Linked DNA regions of Sus scrofa: region 2 is linked to region 1. The links are chromatin contacts, called in public Hi-C maps. All regions are on one chromosome and are shown on one strand. Each heading gives the region's core, a stretch centred on a gene start, on an enhancer-like site or on the middle of the called end of the contact. The rest is flanking DNA. Distances are from core to core; before and after follow the strand shown. Region 1 holds the start of SEC22A (vesicle-trafficking protein SEC22a). Region 2 holds the start of HSPBAP1 (HSPB1-associated protein 1).

Evidence for each region. A called contact is a pair of places that touch in the nucleus more often than the background predicts.
Region 2: a Hi-C map of liver shows a contact between it and region 1, with 4 times the contacts expected there. The contact joins the promoter of HSPBAP1 here to the promoter of SEC22A in region 1. A contact is called at or near these places in 4 of 47 Hi-C or Micro-C datasets (heart right ventricle, liver and skeletal muscle).

The regions. Positions count from the first base shown.
Region 1 is chr13:137,249,285-137,251,984 of Sscrofa11.1, forward strand. SEC22A (vesicle-trafficking protein SEC22a) reads right to left here and starts at 1,414. Exons shown (of 7, transcript XM_021070245.1): 1 at 1,223-1,414.
Region 2 is chr13:137,737,787-137,740,486 of Sscrofa11.1, forward strand. HSPBAP1 (HSPB1-associated protein 1) reads left to right here and starts at 1,358. Exons shown (of 8, transcript XM_003132636.4): 1 at 1,358-2,700. It overlaps DIRC2 (disrupted in renal carcinoma protein 2), which reads right to left and starts at 1,328. Exons shown (of 9, transcript XM_013982378.2): 1 at 847-1,328. The coding sequence starts at 1,186.

The DNA.
Region 1 (2,700 bases), core at 164-2,663:
CTAGAGGGATTACCTACCTCTCAACATATTCAGGCTTCCAACACATAGACAGAAAGATCACAGTCACCCCCTAGGCTCCGTTCATACATCAGTACAAAATATACTTAGATTTTTAAAGACTCACTCATGCACACAAACACATACAAAGCAATAAACCAACATCATGGTTCTCAACACAGGAAATGCTCAGATGTCCCTTAAGTTAGTGCATGGTCACAGATGTCAGATTCAAACACTCAGCTACAACCCAGAAACTGCAGATATTGTTTTCAATATAGGCTCATTCTTTAATATCTTAGCAGTAAGCAAATGCAAGTAACCTGAAATGTGATTCAGAGAGTTTAAAACAAAACAAAACAAAAAATTGGCTGTTCCACCTGTTAGCTGGGATCCCAACATCTCCCGCCTGGTGGCTGACACTTTAGCCCTGGGCTTTGCCTTTGCAGCAGAGGCATGGGAGGAAATGGTTCTCAAGCTCTCCCACTTCCCCAGGTGGATGATCCAGGAAACTAAGAAGGAGAAAAGGCCAAAGCTGTTTTCACTGGCAGAGAGATTAACGCCGGCTGGGTTTCAGCCTCCTATTTCGGTTCTTCCACCTGCCAAGGCAATTGCTCGGATCTCCTTTATGCCACATCGTTTCGCAAAGTGCCATTAACAGGGCCTTAAAAGTTGCCATGAGCCAACATGGCCAAATTTCTGGATTCAGTGCTCATTCAATGTCACAAAAGGTAAAGAAAGTAAGCCACGAGTTCAAATTCCACCTTGCCTAAAAGAAATAGGAAATGTCATGTCGAGCTCTCAGGGTCACCTAAACAGCCCAGGAAGATCCCCGGGTTTCTGAATGCCCACCTCCCGGCCCCCCTACAGCTGGCAGCCCATAGCGACTTTCTCTCCTCCTCGGGCCCCCTGCCCAAGCTGCCCCATACACCCGCGGGTCAGCCAAAGGGCAACCGCCGTCCACGCGGGCCCACGCATCCCTCAAGCTGCAGGGGACGAAGGTCCCGAGATCCCGACCCTCCAAAGCTCTGCGGCTCGGACGACTCCTGGCTCCCGCCCACACTCCACAAGCCTAGTCCTCGCCGGGGGTCAGTAAGCCTGTGTTCCCGAGGGCGAGGGCCGGGGCTGTGACAGGCGACGAGGAGAGCGAAGGGGCGGCGGGCCGTCAGGGGTTCGAGCGACCCTGAGAAGGAAGAAACAAGGACTGGGAGGGGCACGGCAGTACCTGTCGAGCCGGGACCCGCCGCTCCGAGTGACGCGACCCGCACTGCATTGTGGGGCCGGGGAGTGGCCTTTCCGCGGGGCAGTCCCGCGTGCAACGTGGCTGGCGCCCGGCGAGATCAAGCCCCGCCTTCGTTCCTTGAGCTTGCCCAGGCCAATCAGGTTCTGGGGCAAGGACACACTGACCCGCCCCCTCCAGGGCAGATTGGCAGCTTTTCAAGCTCCTGCGCCTAAGGAGCGTAAACTCAATTTAGATTAGGCTGTCCCTCACGAGTAAGGCTGATCTCTCCCACCTGCTACCTGTATCTGCAGGCAATTCGTTTTTCACGCGGCCCTACAGCAAACACCGAAGGAACAGCAGCGAAATCCCCCTGTGAGTGAATAAAAACGCCACACAGGAGCAGGAACCTAACCTTGGCAAAGAAGTGCCAGATACTGTTTCTGCGGCCCCTTCTAACTTTTGCATCAGTCATGCATTATTAAACAAGCACTGCGTACCACGTGCCGAGCGCGGTATTAAGCATTGCGTTCCAGAAGTGAACTTAACACGATGGAATCTAAAGTGTGATAGGAGCAAGAGATGTTAAAGCACAAATCTTTCCGTAATTATAAATTGTAATCAGTTCTACGAAGGAAAATTAGTGGGAGCGGTGATAGATTAATCAGGATTGTCAGGGAAGAGCGCTTTGAAGAAGTGCCTTTTAAGCTTCCGGGCATATGAAAGAGCCTTAAAGAGTGTTGCAGGTGGGGAACATTATGTTTGAGGCTGTTGCGGCAGGAAAGACCTTGATGTGTTCCAGGAACTGAAAGGAAGTCAGTATGTTTGAGGTGTAGGGTGTAAACCTGAGCCGAGTTGAGGCAGAGGCCAAACCATGCGGGCTCTTATTGGCCACATTATAGATTTTAGACTGTATTTTGGAACATATCCTAAGGTCAATGGGCAGCCAAGAGAGTGTTAAGTGGGATATGATTTACATATTTAAAAGCTCACTTACACTGTTTATGGGGAACAGTTTGGAAGAGGGCAAAGGGGGTTGCTAGAAGTTCATTTCTAATGCAGTTATATTAGTCAAGGCCAGAGATGATCATAGCTTAAACTAGGGTGATGGCAGTATAGACAGAAAGAATTGGATAATTTTGAGACATGTATAAATTAGAGGTGGAACCCAAGAGATTTAATAATGGATTGGTTTGCAGGGAAGGATAAAGAAAAGAAGAGCATTAAGGATGACTCTATAAGTAACTAGATAAATTAAAAAGCCATTTACTGATTCAGGGAACATAGAAGGAGGAGCAAATAGTTTTGGATATGTGAAGTTTGAGATGCTCATAAATGGAGATGTCAGACAGATTTGGATATGTGTCTGGTGTTCAGAAGAAATGTCTGGACTACTTATATAACTTCAGTGATTATTGGGTAGATCAACCTAGCAATTCCACCACTAGCTCTATATGCAACAGAAATGTACTCATATGTTCATC
Region 2 (2,700 bases), core at 108-2,607, 490 kb after region 1:
ATGGAAGTTCCCAGGATCAAACCTCACCACAGCAGCAACCGGAGCTGCTTCAGTGACAACACCAGATCCTTAACCCACTGTGCCACAAGGGAACTCCTTTCTCTTCTTGTTTTAGACATTATACTTCTACGCCTAAAACTGTCCTCCCGTTTTTAGCAGCTATATCACCCTGTTCATGAATCATTTACTCATACCTGTGTGGTATAATTCAGTGCCATATCATTCATATCATTCAATCCTATGACCTTTTTTTCCACTCACGGAATTACACTGGCAAGCAGTTAAGTGAGATGTCTGTCCAGAGGGTTCTCTATGAAAGAAGTTTTCATTAATCTGCAAGCTTAGCCATACACATTTTAAAGCTGCTGTGCACCATCTTCCAGAGACCAAAGCGTCAGATCTGAGTTTCCCAACAGCTCTTCCTGGGCTGGAGTCATCTACTATGCAAAGCCAACTCATTACTTCCTTGTATCTGGGCATCATCAGTCTATTTTCTGACCTTTCGCCCTCAACATCCTCAAATTCCTCTGAAGACAAAGCAGTGGTCATTTTTGTCAGATGTAAAAACCACACACAGCACGTGCACGGGATGCTGTGATGTTCAAATATGCAAAAACTTGAACATTTAGAGATCTCTTAATCCCTGCTGTTGCATAATGGGCCTTGATAAAAACAGAACCTAAGAAGAAGCCCTCCCATATTTGTCGCTTTGGGGACAGAGGGTTCTTAGTCAGGAATGGGATGCCAGCAACACCGGATCACCTCACACAACCCCGACGAAGAAGCCAAGGGAGGCGGCTCCCCCAGGAGTGACAGCGCTGGCCGGCACTCCTAGAACCCCCTCACCTCTCTTGTCCAGAAGCCACATGAATGCGAAGCAGGGCAGGAAGCCGATGGGCCCCCACAGCACTAGGAGCGCGATGTCCCAGCTGGAGAAACCATAGGCCTGCCGCGCCGAGTTCTGGATGGGGCCCCAGGTGTTCCAGACCAGGCCCTGAGCGAACCCCAGCAGCGAAAAGAGCAGTAGCACCAGCCAGCGGCGCCCGTACACTCGCCCGGGACTCGGGGCGGCCGCGGGCAGCGCCTCCGCCGCCTCCCGGCTTCTCCAAGCAGCTCCCGGCGCAGGCCCGAGGCCGGGCCCTAGAAGCGGTTGCCGCTCCTCCTCGCTACTCCAGCTCGAGCCCATTACAACGCGCGGCCCGCGGGGCCCCTGCCCGGCGCGGTCCCGGTGGCCGCCGACCAGCCCCGCGCGGATACTACGGGAGGAGGCGGCGGCCGAGGTTGCTTTGGTCGCCCTCGGCCTCCCGGCCGCGTCGGTGCGCCTGCGCTGAGCAAGCCGGTCCCGGTCGGGGAGGCGGGGCAGCTGTGACCTGCTGGGAGAAGGCTGCGGTGCGCTGCCCCGGCCGTCTCCGCGCCGGGTAGTGGAGAGGAAATCTAGCCGAGGGAGCGAGTGGAGCCGGCGTCTCAGAGCAGGCACCGGGAAGATTGGAAAGGCAGGAGGAGCGCGGCTGAGCCAGGGGAAAAAGAACCCCCCCGCCCCGCGCCCCCGGAGACGCTGTAATTGAGGTTGGGCGAGGAAGCCGGGATTGCGGGAGGAAGTGTCCAAGTTTACGTCATGTGCCTAATAAGCAACTCAGGGACCTCCGGTCACTTAGGCTAATGTTTGCTTCTAAATTGGGTTTATCCCAATTTTTGTTGGGCTTATAACTTCAAAAATTAGAGGGGGAGATAGGATAAGATTGAGGCATAGTAGGGACCCAGAGGATTGCCGCAATGAAAATCATTTTTTTTATGCACAAAAAAATACTGCCTAGTTTGATCAGATATCTTTTTGTGATTTACATACCCAATGAGGACATTATAAACTAGTAAATTTCGTTCATATATATGATACAGATCTCTTTCTACTCTTTTGGCTGGCATTAGTAGGCGAGCAATAAAGATATGGTGATTAAAGCGGGAAAATTTCTGCCCGCAAACGCCCTAGGTGAAGAATAAACGAAAAGAGTGGAGGTTGTTGATCTCCTGCTCTAGAGTCTGGTTGTTTATTTTGATACCTAAATACAAAAGCCTGACAGCTGTGGGGTTAGTGTCTGAAAACCTGAAGTCAAGCGATTTGGGTTGTTTGGGTTGGTAATGAGCCACGGAGAACGCAATTAAATACAATTGCCGGAGATTCGCATTCCCCGGCAGCCACGAAAACCAGGTGGAGTCGTGTTATTGCCAGAAGGGCAAGAGAGGTGGGACGAGAAGGGAAAAAGAAGCTGAGCAATCCTGGTATCCAAGTCAGAGCGACTGCAGAGTAAGCAAGCGCAGAACCACACTCCACTGCCCCGAGCCCCAGGAAGAAAGCACACCATCCCCTAAAACTCCAATACCGTTGGGAGGAGGAAAGCCTCAAGGCGAAAAGGAAGGCCTTGACTGGAAAACGAGGAGAAACGCAGCCTTGGGAAGACTACACTGAAAGAAGACTGCGGTCTGAGGGAGGTAAAAAGCACCACAAAGGAGAGACCATGTGCTTGCGTTTGTAGCACCTGAGAACCAAAACAAACCTGCGTGGCTCCGCCCAGTGCCCGTCACGTGACTTTCACGCGCGTGCAGCTCCCGGAAGAGCCCGGTAGCAACCCAGACAACTGCTTCCTGTGCTGCGGCTTCAGATCCCGGGTTTTGGCCTTTCTGGGACCCCGGTCCGCCTTCAGT